Linked DNA regions of Triticum aestivum: region 1 is linked to region 2. Evidence: chromatin contacts called from public Hi-C data. All regions are on one chromosome and are shown on one strand. The core of a region is the stretch at or near the end of the contact, and the rest is flanking DNA. Distances in the headings are between cores, read along the strand shown. Region 1 holds the start of LOC123060793. Region 2 has its middle 180 kb from the start of LOC123060793.

Evidence for each region. Hi-C and Micro-C count contacts between places; a contact is called where the count stands out from the background.
Region 1: a contact with region 2 is called in a Hi-C map of leaf, with 4 times the contacts expected there. The contact joins the promoter of LOC123060793 here to the enhancer-like site in region 2. A contact is called at or near these places in 3 of 5 Hi-C or Micro-C datasets (leaf and an unstated tissue).

Annotation. Positions count from the first base shown.
Region 1 is chr3A:157,838,304-157,842,523 of IWGSC CS RefSeq v2.1, forward strand. LOC123060793 reads left to right here and starts at 2,404. Exons shown (of 6, transcript XM_044483634.1): 1 at 2,404-2,505; 2 at 3,489-3,789. The coding sequence starts at 3,653.
Region 2 is chr3A:157,659,495-157,663,513 of IWGSC CS RefSeq v2.1, forward strand. No RefSeq gene overlaps it. Among protein-coding and RNA genes, the nearest start is that of LOC123060793, 180 kb to the right of the region's middle. Within about 2 kb of position 2,052, at least 7 of the 8 cell types and tissues checked have an H3K27ac peak or open chromatin away from gene starts, as enhancers often do. A contact at or near this core is called in leaf, where this site is marked.

The DNA of each region.
Region 1 (4,220 bases), core at 1,154-3,653, 180 kb after region 2:
TGTACTAACCGTGTAGTCTGCATTGAATGGTATGAGATATTTTTTGGGTAGTTATAAGTGCCAAAAAAATTCCACACTCCTGGAAAAAAATTGGCCCAGGGTTTGCTTCGTTCCTGGCTCCGCCACTGACCGCTATCATCACGCCTCCCGACCGACATGGGATGTGTGCATAGTGGGAGGCCACGACAGAAGACAGTGACCACGTGGCATGCGGATCCACTGATCACAAGTCGAACCTGCAGCGCCACCGCAAACAACATCAGTTCTTATATCCAAGATTAATTAATAGAAAAAACCTATATTCACAAATGTCTCCACAAAAAAATACAGAAAAAAATCCACATAAATGATAATAGAACGATAGTGGAAAAAACTCAAAGCTATGGTACCAAACACACATTGAAGACGAAATGTAAAACACACATATACACACATGGCAGAGTAGTGTGTTTGGTACCATGGCAAAATCCGGCATGGTTATGAGAAGGGGCTGACGTGGTGGCAAGGGCACATGGGACGTGTCCCCCCGAGAAGTAAACATTTGTGTCCACACAAGTCGACCACAACTGATCGCCCCTCTCTCGCAGCCGCCCTTTTCTAGTCCTCCATCACCACCTACTTCCCTCCCATCTATCCTCTTTCTCTCTTCGACCCTCTCTCTCTCGGCACCAATCTCCTCAAAAATCCTAAAGCACCCTAATAGTCGTGTTCGAATACCCAAGCTGGATCCAGACACGTGAGGTGCCCGACATCCAACTCCTTCACCTTATCTTGATTGTTCCAGGGGCCGAGTCGTTTAGTGTCGACTCCTGACGACCTTGATTACCGTGCCACTTGGGCTCAATTCGGTCAAACTTGGTTGAGACCGTCTCGCAAGAGCGCCACGAATCTTGATGAAGTCATCCGGTCATCCCTGGTGTCATTCCTGACATAGGCCAGGCCTTGTCCGACTCGATTTCTGAGAGAGCGATGGACCCATCAATTCAGGTCATTTCCAGTCAAGTGAGAGCGCGAAGCAATGCAGGCCCAACCATGTCATATCCCATCGCCTGCCACATTAAATGTGAGTGTACGACACAGTAGGCACTTGGGGGCTTGGATTGTATCAGGGGCGGAGTTGAGCCCCGGACACCCAGAGCCCAGGCCCATGGGCATGGGAATTTTTGCTAGCTAGTATACATATACAGAGAGATTTTTATGGGCCCGGGGTTCAGCCCAGCCAAAGGAGGCCCACAGCCTTGTTTGGTTGGTTCACCAGCACGAGCACGACCAAGGGACTACACATGACCTAACTCACACTGTTGCACCCACAAGACACACGCGACTCCAACCTCGTGCCACCGCCTCCCTGTTCGACCGCCATCTAGGTTGCCGCCGCCGTGGCGTCGGCCCTCCAACCGCTACCTTCCGGACCCCCAACTTCCCCAAGCATCCCGTGCTTGACAACGAGTTCTCCATCAGCTCCACTGTTCCCACCCCGGCGGCCAAGCTCCAACCCTGTGTACGTCGTTCGCCGCCACGCGCCATCCCCTTTCTTCCCTTGCCTAAACTTGGTAATTTTCTTTGATTCTTTCCACTTGTTCTGTGTACGAACCGCGTAGTCTGCATTGAATGGTACGAGATATTTTTGGGTAGTTATAAGTGTCAAAAAATTCACAGTCCTGGAAAAAATTGGGCCGGGGTTTGCTTCGTTCCTGGCTCCGCGACTGACCACTATCATCACGCCTCCCGATCGACGTGGGATGTGTCCGTAGTGGGAGGCCACGAGAAGACCGTGGCCACGTGGCACACAGATCCACTGATCACAAGTCGACCCTGCAGTGCCACCGCAAACAACATCACTTATTATATCCAAGATTAATTATAGAAAAAACCTATACTCACAAATGTCTACACATAAAATACAGAAAATGTAATTCACATAAATAAATAATATAAATAGAACGACAATGAAAAAACTCAAAGCCATGGCACCAAATCAAGTACACATTGAAGAAAAAAAGTAAAACACACACACACTTACACACACACACACACTTTGGCAGAGCAGTGTGTTTCGTACCACAGCAAAACCTGGCATGGGTATGGGCAGGGGCTGACGTGGTGTCAAAGGGCACATGGGCACGTCTCCCCGGGAAGGAAACATTCGCGTCCACACACACGCCGGCCGCAGCTGATTACGCCCTCTCTCTCCCAGCTGCCTTTTTCTCTCCATCACCACCTCCCTCCCTCCATCCCTCCCACCCATCCTCTTTCTCTACCTCCCCACCCGCTCTCTCTCTCCCTCGGCACCCATCTCCCCAAAAAACCCTAGAGGACGCGCCTTTCCCCACCCACACTCCCCCCAAATTCCCGCCGGAGCCGCCGCCGCGCCGCCACGGAGGCCCAGCCCGCGCGCCGGCCTCGCTGCGATCCCCCCCCCCCCCCCCCCCGGCGGCCGCGACGTCCCTCGCCGTGGATCGTGCGTGCCGAAGCGTCTGGGGGCGAGCCTTGTCCACCTCACAGGTTTGGTTTGATCTACTCGATCCCGTCTCCGCGAGCCCCTCCTGCCTTTTTTTGGTGGATCTGGCGAGGGGGCAGGGGCTCCGTCGTTTTCACCCTAATCTCTCGGCGTCCCTTTTTCTCCTCGGGCCAAATCTTTCCGTTTCTTGCCTCCTCTCCAAGCCCCCGCGGTAGATTTACGTCTGGCGGGTGAAAAAAAAACCCATGGATTTAATCTCCTTTTGTACTAATCGGCTGCCACATCTCCTCCCCATTTTGGATTAATGATTTCATGGAGTAGGACTTGATGTTTGTCCCTTGCGTAGCTTGCGTGGCCCGGCAGGTTTTCGGAAGGGGATCTGCTCGTTCGTCCAAGCAGCGACGCCTCCTTTTTTTTGCCTAGGTTTCGCGGCTATCATTTCATGGATCTCGGCGAGGAGGCTAACCGCCAGGCCAAGAGCGGTGGGGAGAGGGGCTCATGGGGGTGGGCTGTACTGTTTGCCTTGCTTGCTTTTTTGTCTGCGTGGGGTCTTGGCAGTGTTTCCAGCTGTGCATGGGCCTCTCGGGACTCGAGCTCCACCTCCAACTCCGTGGCTCTCGGATGCTGTCGCCGCGCGTCTATATTTCATGTCGCCAAAAAAAAGGTCGAAGCTTACACTGAGGTCTGCCGTCAGTACCAAGGTCGGCCTGGAGCGCACAGCTTTATTGCTTAGTTCCTTATTAGCTGCGTGTCTACACGTCTCCGCACAAGTAGCTGTGTGTGCGTGTTTCCTTTCCCTCGGTATGCATGTTATCTCCTGAGGATTAGTTGGAGATGTGGCTGGGTTGCATTCATTACTATCTTATTAGCTTGGTTTGCTGTGTGATTGTTTACCTTTGTGTCGTGTCATTCTCTATATTCCATGAGCTGAATGAGTTTGCTTGCTTGCATGCATGGATGGATGGACCAAGCTAAGCCATCTTTGTGTTTTGTTCCTCGTCTAATATATGCTTGCTTCTTTATTCAGGCTTTCAACCTACATAGCCATCTTTCGTGAGACGTGTGTTCAGGATTCTGCATGATGATCCAAGCTGCGTTTTGTTTCTCTTCTGCGTGCTGCTTCGGTGTTTGAGTTGTTCCGTTTCGTTGCTGGACCATCACAAGAAGGTGTTCTGTGTTGTGCAAGTACCAATGGAAGTGGCTGCAGTAGAGGAGAGCGATGGGGGAACCAGTGCTGCACCAGCGGAACTACCCAAGCGTGAGGGTGCAGTGGTCGCTGAAACTGATCATACGTCAGCAGAGCAGCCATGCAAGCATTTCTCCATATGGTAATCATCTCTGTTACCTCGTTAACTGTCCTATCATGCTATATGGCACTGGTCAGCTTACACTTTTGCACAATTCTTTGAGCTTACGTTTACATATTCGTCTGTGTTTAAGCATGCATGCATCGTAACATGCATATGTATGACTGTTTTGATGCAAGACGATTCCAATTAATGGTTAGTCAAGTGCATTTATTAGTCTTGGTTAGCAGTGATTTCTGCTAACTACTTGTTATATTTGGTGTTTCATTCCTTTTCTACTTCATATCCAACATAGTACTGTCTTCAGTATGGATGCATCAGAGCACATGATATCATCACTGCTACACAAATGCGTGTCTATATGAGTGTCTCTTCTCCCAGCTCCCTGGGTGTTGTTGCTGCTTTGCAGCCTTGAGGAATACATATTCAAAAAATACGAGTGTCTTTTGTTG
Region 2 (4,019 bases), core at 802-3,301:
TGCTAAGGACTAAACCAATATATTCAACCAAAAAAATATATTCCCAAAATGTATCAAGGATTAATATTCCACAAAAGTATCAACCATAAGCAATTATACATACACTCTCTCTCTCTCTCTCTCTCTCTCTCCCTCAAAAGTATTTAAAATAATTAATATTATACATAAACATTTAAAATTATTTGTTTCAACCCTTACACATATGGTAACCAAGGATTAATTTAATGCCATTTTAACAATTTAAACGACAATAACACATAATTTGCGCTAAAATGATAGGTAAATAAGTTTGAGATATATTTACCGTAGGGGTTTGCTTTATTTGTGTGAGATAGAAAATTATGCCTCACTTGGTTGGTGGGGTTGCGCTAGTACCGAACACCCACTATGGTTGTTTTACGCGTGAGACAAAATTAACCAATATTTTCCTACGCTCCACTCCTCTATGTGTCATGTGTATGGGGCCATATTAAAGTCGCCTTTCGTTTATAAGAATTTTGTAAGAATTCTAAAGGATATGAATTTTGTAGTATAATCTTTTTTGAAGCTCTTGGTTTGTACGAATGGATTCCTATGCCTATGTAGGATAGGAACCAATCCTTCACATTTCAAAAAAAAACATTAGCCTAAACTCAATGAAATTTTTTTATCTTATGCATCAAATGACATGTCTTTTTTATAGAAATTAAGATACATGCCATCTCGTTTCCTATGATTTTTTTCTATTCCTATGATTGTCCTATCTTGTGGACCAATCAAAGAGTGGCTCTCATTCTATTGATACATGTGACTTTAGTTTGCACTTCGAAGACCCAAAGCCCGCTTTTGATTCTGGAATGAAGAAGCTAGCCCGTGTAGACTTTAAGGGCGCCACTGCGGCTAAGGAGAAAATGGCATGGTTAATTACATTTTTTTAATCAGTAGCTAAACTGGGCTAACAATGATATGATGAACGTCAAGAACCATGTGCTGGAGGGAGCAAGAAATGACATCTCCCTGTTGCAGCAGAATCCTTCTCCTCCAAGTGCTGGTGTGATAATAGGGGGGGGGGGGGGGGGGGGGGGGCGTAGCTTTGTTAATGGATGGAGCGCGCACCATATTAGAGGAAACAGGTGGCGAGGTGTGGTAGGTGAGGGCAAAGCGTGGCAAGCATCAAGCTGAAAGAGAATACTTGTTGCTCCAGGAAAATAAAAGATAATGTGGGGCAGGGCTTGATGTATATATTTGTGTACATGAATGCATTGATTCTTTCAGAAGTTACGATGATAAAAAGGAAATCAGTCTTGGAAGGGAACCACACTCTTGAATGTGCGGATTATAGAGAGCAACATTGTCATTTTCAGCAAATGTAGTGATTTAGAAGATTCTGCTAATATCCATATGTACATACATGCATGTAGCTTGATAAGCTTTCACCAATTTTGAGATAAAAAAGCCTATTTTTAGTACGATTTTTTTATTTTACTTTTTTAGGATTGTGCAGCAGAAGCTTTGTGCATTCTACTGTGAGAGAGAGAGGGGGGGGGGGGGGGGGAGATACTTACTCTATTTTTTTACGGGGAGATACTTACTTCTATCTATTATTGAGGTAAGTTTCTTCCTCACCAAACCCTAATACCTAGCTCATCCTCATAACTAGCTAGATAATATTAAATTTGGACAAAAATGGTTGGTCTTTACGAGCTGACTCGGTGTGCATATATTATTTTCTTATTTACTACTCCCTTCGTCTCAAAATAAATTACTCAAGTTTGTACTAAATTTAATATAAATTAAGTCACTTATTTTAAGACGGAAGAAGTATATACTACTCCTACGTGAAATAGTATTGCTCGCTACACCCACAATAAAAAAGAAAACACAAGCGATGAGCCAAAATGAACTTTTCCAACGATACACACTGTGATTTATTTTCTGAAGTAGACGGACGGTGTGCACCTTGCAGTCCCAGCAAACCACCACCATTATTTTGTACTTTTGCTTCACAACAGTCCGTCCGTCCCCTCCTTGAATGCACCCCCACCCACGCCGGGCCCACGCAGGCCACGGAGCTTTCAATATCTTTTGTGGGCCCCCCTGTGGTTTGGTTTGCGTTAGGTCAGGTTAAGCCTCCTGTGGTTGGGTTAGGGTTAGGGTTAGGGCCTCCTCCACTTTTGCTGGCCAGCGTGTGGGTGGAGTAAAGAAGATAGTGGGATGTGTGTGTGCGTAGATGTGTTTGTGTGGATTGGGTGGTGTGGCATCTGATTCGCCTCTCCCCACCCATTTCTTCTTGCGGATCCTCTGCGCCATTCTGTATGTGCCCCGCTCAGTGCTTGGTGTTTTGTTGCTGCTTGGTTGTTGTTGCTCCTTGGTAGTACTAGTACTTGACATGAGATGAGTTAGGTTGCTTGTGTTGTGTGTGTACTGCTTGCTTGCTCTCTTGCTGCAATCTTTCTTCAATAATTATAAGCAATCTGATTAGTCGAGAGATTAGCTTCGGTTTTGAAATTAACAATGAACATACTGGCTACATGCATGTGGAGTGAATCTTGAACACGAGAGAGATACACGGATAGCAGAAAGAGACGGGTTTTCTCTACCCAGCATGTAATAAATCCATTTAGTGTGTTATCTAGTATTTCCATTTTGCAAGGTGGAAGACAGCATATAGCTGAACAGTACAGGGGATATATCCTCCTAAGCTAGTTTTACGTTGATTAACAAACCGATTTTATATGGTTACTTTTGGTATATAGTTCCACATTACGGTGGAGCCGATAGTTTAATGGTAGTACCAGTATATATCACAACATGTCTCTTATCATTGATGTTTACTACAAAACTGTTTTTCTAATGGAAATTTGTTCCTGATATATCATTGTGTAGAGACCTCGCCCAATGTGGTAGACACACATTTTATTGTGTGGAATAACTTTGACGCGAGACGAGCTGTTTCGATCTAACACGACTACTTAAATTTTGTTCTAGGTCGAATCTTTGAAAATAAATGAAAGGCGTGAATTTACAAGCCTACAAACACTTACACGACGGGCCAGCAACATCAGTGCATACGTCCTTTGCATCTGCAGCCCATCAGTCAGAGACCATCCTTGTCAGCAATACCAACATTAGTTCTTCGAAACTGATTCATGCACGATCCTTGTGGCCGATGTATGCACGACATGGAAATCCAGCGATAAATGTTCCGATGCATGCACGCATGTCCAGCTGAATTTAGTTTATCGTGTATGAGTCGTCTGAATTTGTCGTGTGTATAGCACGGCTCTTAGTTCTTACAACTCACTCTAGAAAAACGTGTGTGCATAAACCTTTTTCACACAAAAACCTGAATCCAGTGTAAAACTCCCCAAAAAGCACAAGTGTTCGATTTTGAACCTTCGCACATTATTATTTATATATATATATATATTAGAATATTGTATCAAATATTTAAGCTAATGTTTGGCCATATTTCTTCTAACCATCTATTTGAAGATAAATGAAAGAAGTGGATTTACATGCCAATAAACACACAATGGAAACAACAGGGGTAATTCTATTACGCTTTTCATCAATTGAATCCCTAACCTACACAATAGTCTTATTTTTATGCACAAGGATAAATGGAAGTACCAATGCTAGATATGTCGCATACACTCAGATTACGGGCTTGTTTGGGACTGCTCCGCTTCATCAAAATCAATTTCGCTTCACTAAATTTACTTTGGAGCAGTTTCAAGCAGAAGTTGTAGCACTACCAAAGAAAATGTTTGGCTTCCATCTAGCTCCAGCTTCAAGAATGGAAAATTTAGTGGAAAGGATCTATTTGATTGGTTGAGGGCGAAGAAACGAAGGGGTATCCATTTACTGGTGACAGTGGTGGGTAATTTTCACCAAACTCCAGCTTCTAGAGTTTTTTGGAGCACCCCCTGAGGAGCTTCATAAAAAACTAGGAGTTGTACCCCAGATTCTAGTTTTTTGCGGAGCGACATATCGTGGAGCTACCCCTGTTTGGCTTGTGTTTTCTGAAGCAGAGTTCA